2 separate regions of the Sus scrofa genome follow, and region 2 is linked to region 1. The links are chromatin contacts, called in public Hi-C maps. All regions are on one chromosome and are shown on one strand. The core of a region is the stretch at or near the end of the contact, and the rest is flanking DNA. Distances in the headings are between cores, read along the strand shown.

Region 1 (4,294 bases), core at 37-2,536:
AAAAAAAAAAAAAAAAAAAAAAAAAATTAGGGCATTTCTTTCCTAGTAAAAGGAAGGAAAGGAGGTGATTCTAGTTCACTGATATAAGGAAGGAGGCAAAAGTCCTTTGCACACTCTCATATCTGCTAGGAATTGCTTCTCCTCCCTTTACAGACAGTAAAATCACAAAGACAAGTTTTGAGTTCCTATAAGCAGGACTGACATTAGTCACACACTAACACAAGTTAAATATCAAGTTGTCCTAGGTCCCCAAGGCTCCTTCTCCTACCTCCAGCAGGTCTATCATCCTGGTCATCTGGGAGTAGATAAGGACCCTATGTCCTTGAGACTTGAGCCGAGTCAGCAGGACATCAAGGGCATACAGCTTCCCACTGTCAGTGATGAGGCTCTCCTTGCCTAGGGAGAAGAAAAGAGGGGAAGCGGGAAACTATTTAATTGAAGCAGCAAAATCACTCACTGCAAAGCTGTATGCAGCCAAAACTACTACAACCAGGATGCTTATCATCATGAGAGCAGGAAAGTACTCTAGGGAAGAATGCAAAATCATATCCAGTAGTGCTCTGGGAAGAAAAATCCTGAAAGAAGGATGTGTAGGTTCCCTCCCAACTGACAGTTTCCAGTCAGACAGCTGCTGCTAAGGCATCAGAAAGCTGTCCTGATTCACATTCTTATTCAAGAGATAGCAGATACATGTGGACATCTGAGAGTAATGTCTGTGCTGAAAGTGACCTGAGAAATGTGTTTTTTCTTTCTTCATCCTATCTCTAGATATCCATTTCTGCTAGTTCTGTGGCTAAATGGTTACCTCCGGAAGGCATGAGAATGCAAAGATATAAGGGCTCCTTCTTGTCTGTCTCTGGAGACACTTAAACACCAAGAAGTGAACTTAACAAAACAACAACAACAACAACAAATAAAACAACAAAAAAATCCCCAAAAAACAAAAACCAAAAAAACCCCCAAAACCAAAACTCCTTCTCTTAGATGATTTCAAATAGGTTGACTGGTAAATGTCATTAGTCATTAATAAAGACACTAGAACTTACTTAGCTTTTCAGCAAGACTGACTTGGGGTTTCTGTGAAATGGAAGCTGCTTTCACTCACTAACTTGTGCTTTCTCCTTCCTCTTCCCATTAAGGAAAAAAAAAAAAAAAAAAAGGCATTTCAGCCAGAGATCTTTAAAGAACACTTAACTCACAAATTTTCATCTTATCCATTCAGTATCATTCAACTCCCATCACATTTCAGGAAGTAGAGTTTCCTGTTTGCAGATTGGTCCATAAACATGCCCTGAACAATTGCTGCTATTAAGAGGAAGAGATGAAACTTAAGGGGCTGGGAGATGTAAGAGCACATTTGATATCAGACGCAAAGAGGGAGACGGAAAGGCTAGAGATATTACACAGACAACTAACCCCTAAAAGTAAAAAAAGAAACCATTAAGAAAAATATACCATCTACCCGTAGTTTCTGGGTTTGAACCCATAGTTTTTCCTCCAGACTATGGAAACTGACTGTTGAGAGCAATCCAAGAGTTTAACGGCCATTTCTCTGTTCTCGTCACTATCTGCCAAGTACACAATTAATTGTATAAACCGAACAAGAACGGATGTGCTGACAGCACCACAACAAATCATCAGCTACTCTGTTTTTGCTACAAAGCCACAGGTCCTGGATGTTTACTCCTCTGCACCGCAGCCTGCCTTTTCCCACCTTCGGAACGCTGCCAGGCCACATTTCTCCCTCTGCCACCCCCTCCCCTGACGCTATGGCACACACCTTTGTTCAGCCTCTTTGTTTGGTCCTGTTTAGATTTGAAATGCTCTCCTTTTTGTTGGTCTCCTACCGACACAATCAAATGACTGCAGCTGGGACAGAACCAATTGCTAAGCCCTTTTGCTGGCACCAGTCAAGGAGGCCTGTATAAATTCCCAGTCTGATCAGGCAGCAATGCTTTCATAACAACTTCAAGGGTTTCTTCTTGTCACAATTACCTTTCTCCTTTAATTGGGTTCCCTGGGGTCCTCCAATTCTGATAGCTCCTAAACATCCCCACAAAAGTACTAATCAGCATTAGACAATAAGTTGTTTTTTTTTCTTCATGAAAAGCACAGGAAGGTGAAAAAAAAAGACTCATATTTTTCAGTCACTGAGTGAGAGTGGGCAAGCTAAGCTCATCAGATTTCTGTAGCCTGCTTATCTACTCTCTCCATTTGCTCCCTCAATACAAATATTTAAGCATATACAAATCTGTCTTGTGCCTGAATTTTGAGAGGCTTCAATTCACCTCAAAATCATGATTCAATGGTTTTCACACATTCCTGCTTCCCACATCTACTTCTCTTTGCTAAGCAGAATAAACTGATGCTAGGATCAGGAAAACTCAAGAAATGAAGATGTATGTACAATTTGGGAGTTCCCACTGTAGCTCAGTGGAAACAAACCTGACTGGTATCCATGAGGATGCAGGTTCAATCCCTGGCCTCACGCAGTGGGTTAAGGATCCGGCATTGCTGTGAGCTGTGGTGCAGGTTGCAGACGCGGCTCATATCCCATGTTGCTGTGGCGTGGTGGAGGCCAGCAGCTGTAGCTCCCATTCAACACCTAGCCTGGGAATCTCCATATGCCGCAGGTGTGCCCCCTGCAGTCAAGATGTATGCACACTTAGAAGAGGAGAACTCTGATGTGCCTAAAAGCAGCAAGAAGTTGCACTAACACTGTTTTAGCTTATTATTGTGTAGGTGTGGTGGTGAAAGTGGATGGACTGGATATCTCTGGATGTCCCTAAAGGAAGTGAAGAAGATAGTGACTTCAGCAACAGCCTTAAAACACTTAAGCAGAAAAAAGAGGTTTCTTTCACTGCACACACTGGTACCTCCGGGCTGGCATCCATACACAATTTTTAAGCACTACCAAAGCTGCACTGGACAAGAGCACCACCTGTTGCTAAGCAGGGCGCAGAGCCAAGAAGAGCACAATTCCCTAGAAATCAGGCTGGTTCTGCCAAGTCAAACCTATTCCTGGCCCCTTCTTTAAAACAGAAGCTCAAAAAATGTTAACATAAACAGACCCATGCTACTTTCTTGCAATCTTTCCTACAATCTTATAGTATTTTCACTCAGATACACATTTGTAATGACCACAGTATAAGATCCTGCTCACAGACAAAATGAAGGTAGTCCATGGTAGTAAAGCTCAGCCAACAGATTAAATTATAAACAATTTCTCCTTTTTCCAATGAGAAGAGACTTTCGAAGGTATTGTACATGTTTCTCCTGGTGAAACACAGAGATGCATTCGAGGTGTGAAATCCAGGAGATTTTGGCCAGTCTCTCAAGGAATATAATGGAACTAATCCTTCCCAGGGAAAACAGAAAATGTGAAAGTATAAAGGAAAGAGAGATAAAATATAGGTTCCAGTGACCCCCTCCACCCCCACTGCCCTGCCCAGCCAGTCTACCAAGCACAATGGGGTCAGTGAGGAGCTGGTTGGTTCTCACAGTAAACAGCCAGTGAGGCTGGTGCTTTTTATCGATGCAAAAAGAACTCAGACACTTCCTGCTATTTAAACAAGGTCCATTTTTCTTTCAAAGAACAGGAAAAGCCACAAGAGATTCCCACAGCGCCAGCAATAAGCCTTCTCCCCTTGTACTGGGAACTTAGGAGTCAGAATGAAGAAGGGAGGAAGAAGAAATAAGGTTTTGTCTTGCTTCTTTCAATACCTGTGTTCATCTTCTGCCTGGGACTCTGTGGTTTCCATACCCGCTGGACTCTACTCCTCTATTCCTACTACTATTCAGGCCTGCTTTACACCTGGGCTTTCCGCTTGTTTCCCAACAACATACCTTCACTCACTGCTTTCATGTGCTCCAAGTCAGCTATGAAGCCATATAAGCATTGCTCTTAAATACATAAAACAGTCTTCCAGTTCAAAGCACACCAAAGCTACTAACAGGTTGACCCAAAGTCCCTCAACACTTAACAAAGTTAACACTAAATGGAAAAGCCAGGCCTTAAAATTTAGAATCCAGTCATCTCTTAAAGAGCAGAGCCTCTCTTTTGAATGTTTAATTCTAGTTTACTTCCATTACATGCCAATAAGATGAATACAATAAAAGTAACAGAGAATTTGGACAACTGAAATGAACACGGTAGCTTTAAGCTGCCACTTCAGTTTGCCAGCAGGTGTAAGCAAAGGACATAAGCCTATGAACGCTTGTTTGGTTTCCTTAAAAGTCGTCTCACTAAAGCAAAGATGAAAACCTGGTTTCCTTTCAAGTGTCGACCTTGACC
Region 2 (3,939 bases), core at 1,154-3,653, 81 kb before region 1:
GTTTCTATTCCCTGCCCACAAAGCAACCCTCTCCAGCTTAGCAAATGTGTGCAAAGCTGGACCCCAGCAGATTGGAGCACTAGTGGGTGTTCAGGCCCAAGGGTGAAGTCCCAGCGTCTGAGGGGAGTAAATGAATTTCTGGGACAGCACCAGTGATGTAGCAAATAGGTGCTTAATTAATGCCTTTTGATGGTGAAGAGAATTTAATCCTTTCTTCTTCAGGTCAGAGGATTTCTAGGTCTCTGGGATCCCTTGCAAGAACTCTTGACTCTGCGAATAATGATGATACTTTTGTTTGCTCCTTGATTGTTTGCTTTTGGGCACATTAGTCCAGATGTGTATGAGAGATAGAATGTGTTCCAGATCTGCCAATATTGAGCAAGATGCCTCCTGTAGGACTGGATGTATCTCTGGAGGTTCAGGCAAGAGCCAGAGCCAGAAAAGGAGAGGTTTTGCGTTTTTGTTTGTTTTGTTTTTAATGAACTGCCAAGCCAGGATTTGGGGTCGGAGGTGGACAGAACTAGGTGGGGCTGGATGCCAGCTCAGAAGAAATCAAGGGGCGCTCTTTGGCACCCTGGGCAGAACTAGGACCGTAGAGTGTGAGCGGAAAACCCACTTGTCAGGATCCCTGGGAGGCAAGCCCGGGGCTCCTCCTCCCTCGGGTCTGGGGACTCCGCCTGTCCATAACCTACATTAACTCTGGAGCGCAGCCTGGGCCCATCTGCCGGCCCCCGCCCCACCTCGGTTCCCCACGCCAACCCGCTCGCGCCAGATGGTGGCTGGGAGGGGTGGCCGTGCGTGGGGGACCCCGGAGCCCGTCTCCTCACCTCGCCCCTCCCCCAACCCACGCTCCCAACCTCTTGTTTCTCATCCTTCTCCCCGAGTCCTCCGCCACCACCCTCAAGAAAAAAAAAAAAAAAAAAAAAATCAGACCCATGCGCGGCCTGGGCAGCTGTTGGGCTTCGCGCCGCCCCCCAACCCCAAGTCTCCCCGGGGCCCGCAACGCGTCCCTGCTCCCCCCGCCCCTGCGCTGATCTTATCGCCGGACGACAGCCATCGCTGTGCGGGCGGGCTGACAGCTGAAGCCACAGAGCCCCCGCCACCCTCAGCGTCGCAGAGAGAACTCTCCGGCACCCCCGACACTAGTAGAAGCCGGCTCTCCCCAGTCTAAAGCCTCCGGGGATCACGCCGGTTCCGGGAAAGCAGCTGCGTTGCCGCCGCTCTGAGAAGTGGGGCCACCCGAGGGAGCTGCGAAGGCAAGACGGTGAAACTGCCTGAAACTTAAACGAGTCCCCGCGCTTCCAGTTCCACCCTACATTTCGCCGTATGAGGAGAGGACCCGGGTCTGCCCAGACTTAGCCTCTCACGTTGACTCGCTAGTGGCTTCAGCCAACTCAGGAGCCAGGGGAGTTCCTCCCTGCCTCAAAGGAGCGACAGGACGCGGGCGGTCGGGGGCTTGGGGCAGCTGGGGTGGAGGGAGAAGGTGGGCGCTGGAGCTGAAGCTGAAGCTAAACCTAGGTGAGGGGAGGCGCTTGGAGGCGGGGCCAGACCCTTATTACCATACAGCTGAGGACGCGCCCCCCTTATTCCCGGACCACGCCTCCTATCCCCTGCACCGGGACTGTGCGTCTGGGGACTGGCACGCACAGAGCCCAGGCGGGAGGCAGAAGGGGCAGGCAGAAGGAAGGAGGCACGCTCTGGACGCCCCCTACCCCCGCGCAACCGGAGTGGGAGAAGCCAACCAGGTGGAGGGCCGAGCCCCTGAGTCTTAGACGCTTGGCTCTTCGCCTTGCCCCGAGTGGCCACTGAAAGGATAATGCCTCCGCTAGCTTCCCTGCTGTACAGGGGAGGGGGCGTGGTGGGTGGACGCTCACAGGTTGCGGCCGGGCGACGCCAGGGCTCCCGAAGCTTGGGGAAGGTGGAGATTGGAATTCTTTAGCACTAGTTTCGCTTTCTGAGCTTAAGTTCTTTTTACCTGCTCTAGTGCTGCAGGTAACTAATGCCGGCTGCGGACACACCACCCACGGGGACTCCCCAATGTCTCCGCCCCCACAGCCATCCGGGAAACACTCGCTCACCTCCCGCCCCATTCCTCTCGGCCCTCCCCCTATCCTCGCACAGCCGGGGTCGCGGCTTGTAACCCCCAGTTGTGGAGAATTGGTTTCTTCGACAAGCGCTGAGCTGGGGGATCCAGGGGCTGAGAGCTGCACGGAGGGGCGGGGACCTGTGCCTGACTGGCTGACGGGGAGGGGGGAAGGCGGGGGCGGAGGCCCCCTCCGGGCGGCGCTGGGGCTGTAGCAGCTAGAGGCTCGAGGGGAGGGGAGAGTGACCACGAGTCTGAGTGACAGGCGGGTTAAGAGAGGAGCCAATATATATAAGGAAAGCTCCCGAACGCGCAGGTTTCAGTAGCGGCGCTGAGCGCAGACTGGGAACGCGAGGCCAAGAGCCGCAGTTCAAGCCGCCTCAGTGCAGTATACCCGGGCCCTCGTCTGCTTACAGCCCCAGGATTAGCCCGAGGACACGTCCTCAGAGCGGTCGCCGCCCGGTCGTCCTCACCTGGATTACCTACCGCGGCAGTTGGAGCGGAGTTAGCGAGAAAGCGAGGCGTGAGGAAAGCCCCGAGTGGAGCCTGGCTTTTCAGGGACCCCTCCGGCGGTTGGACGCGCGGGAAAGCTTCACGGTCGGCGGGTGGAGAGAGCGACGCCCCGGGGAATGGCAGCTGCGTCCCGTAGCCCCTCTGGCTGGGCGCTACTGCTGCTAGTGGCACTTTGGCAGCAGGTAACGTCCCGCGCCCCCTCCGCCCCTTCCCACCGCGCCGCGGGCTACAGCCCCTGGCGTCCGCCGACCTGACCGCTCTCCTTCCTCCTTCCCTCCGTCCCTGTGCAATAGCGCGCGGCCGGCTCCGGCGTCTTCCAGCTGCAGCTGCAGGAGTTTGCCAACGAGCGCGGCGTACTAGCCAGCGGGCGGCGGTGCGAACCCGGTTGCCGGACCTTCTTCCGCGTCTGCCTTAAGCACTTTCAGGCGGTCGTCTCGCCCGGGCCCTGCACCTTCGGCAGCGTCTCCACGCCTGTGCTGGGCACCAATTCCTTCGCCGTCGGGGACGACAGTAGCGGCGGCGGACGCAACCCTCTTCAACTGCCCTTCAATTTCACCTGGCCGGTGAGCACAGTCTGGGCTCACTGGGAGGCCGAGAGAAGGGATCTCCCTGAGATTAAAGCCCTCTCCCTAGATTTCCTCACTCCCTTCCAAAAAAGTGGGGCGCTCTCTTAGGATCCTTTCTTTCGATGCCTGGGACCTCACCCTCTAGTAGGCTCTCACTCGTCTCTCTCTTCCCTGTTCTGCGCCCTCTGTTCCCCTAGCTCTTGAAATACGATTTTCATCACCTACCACCCCAGCGGGTCCTCTACCTTCGAATGAGTCTCACGTACATTCCCCCATCCCTCAACCCTCCTCCTACCCGGGGTTCTTTCCCCTTCCCTGCTTGCGCGGGATGATGAGCCCGTTATGTTGACTCGGGTACAGTAACTGTATCCTGCAATTAGATTAATTAAACCGGCTGCAACAAGGCACTCCCACCACCCCCTGTTCAACTTGCTTTCTTTCTGTCTTCCCCCGCCCCCTCCTTTCCGTTCCCAGGGTACTTTCTCACTCATCATCGAAGCTTGGCACGCGCCAGGAGACGACCTGCGACCAGGTGAGTAGCTCGCTCCGCGGCCACAGGGGGGCGACACGGCGCAGCGCCGAAAGAGTTAATCTGAAATAGGCGGGGGAAGTGCGGGGTGGAGGGTGGGGGGCAGGACGCTTAGCTTGGCCGGGAGCTGCGCCCCGCGCTGGACGCTCAGATTCCGCCCGCTGCCTGGACTCTGAGCACAATTGCGTTTCCTGCGGGTTATTTTTGGCGTGGGAACGCGGGGAGCACGGCGGTGAGAAAGGCCGAAG

The links. Hi-C and Micro-C count contacts between places; a contact is called where the count stands out from the background.
Region 2: a contact with region 1 is called in a Hi-C map of liver, with 2.4 times the contacts expected there. The contact joins the promoter of DLL4 here to the enhancer-like site in region 1. A contact is called at or near these places in 4 of 47 Hi-C or Micro-C datasets (embryonic fibroblasts, liver and skeletal muscle) and 1 of 2 datasets of contacts at active chromatin or transcription factors (skeletal muscle).

The regions. Positions count from the first base shown.
Region 1 is chr1:130,302,288-130,306,581 of Sscrofa11.1, reverse strand. INO80 (DNA helicase INO80) reads right to left here. Exons shown (of 36, transcript XM_003121588.5): 27 at 269-396. Among named protein-coding and RNA genes, the nearest start is that of CHAC1, 59 kb to the left of the region's middle. Within about 2 kb of position 1,286, at least 16 of the 83 cell types and tissues checked have an H3K27ac peak or open chromatin away from gene starts, as enhancers often do. A contact at or near this core is called in liver, where this site is marked.
Region 2 is chr1:130,384,875-130,388,813 of Sscrofa11.1, reverse strand. DLL4 (delta like canonical Notch ligand 4) reads left to right here and starts at 2,403. Exons shown (of 11, transcript NM_001244418.1): 1 at 2,403-2,778; 2 at 2,890-3,159; 3 at 3,637-3,694. The coding sequence starts at 2,713.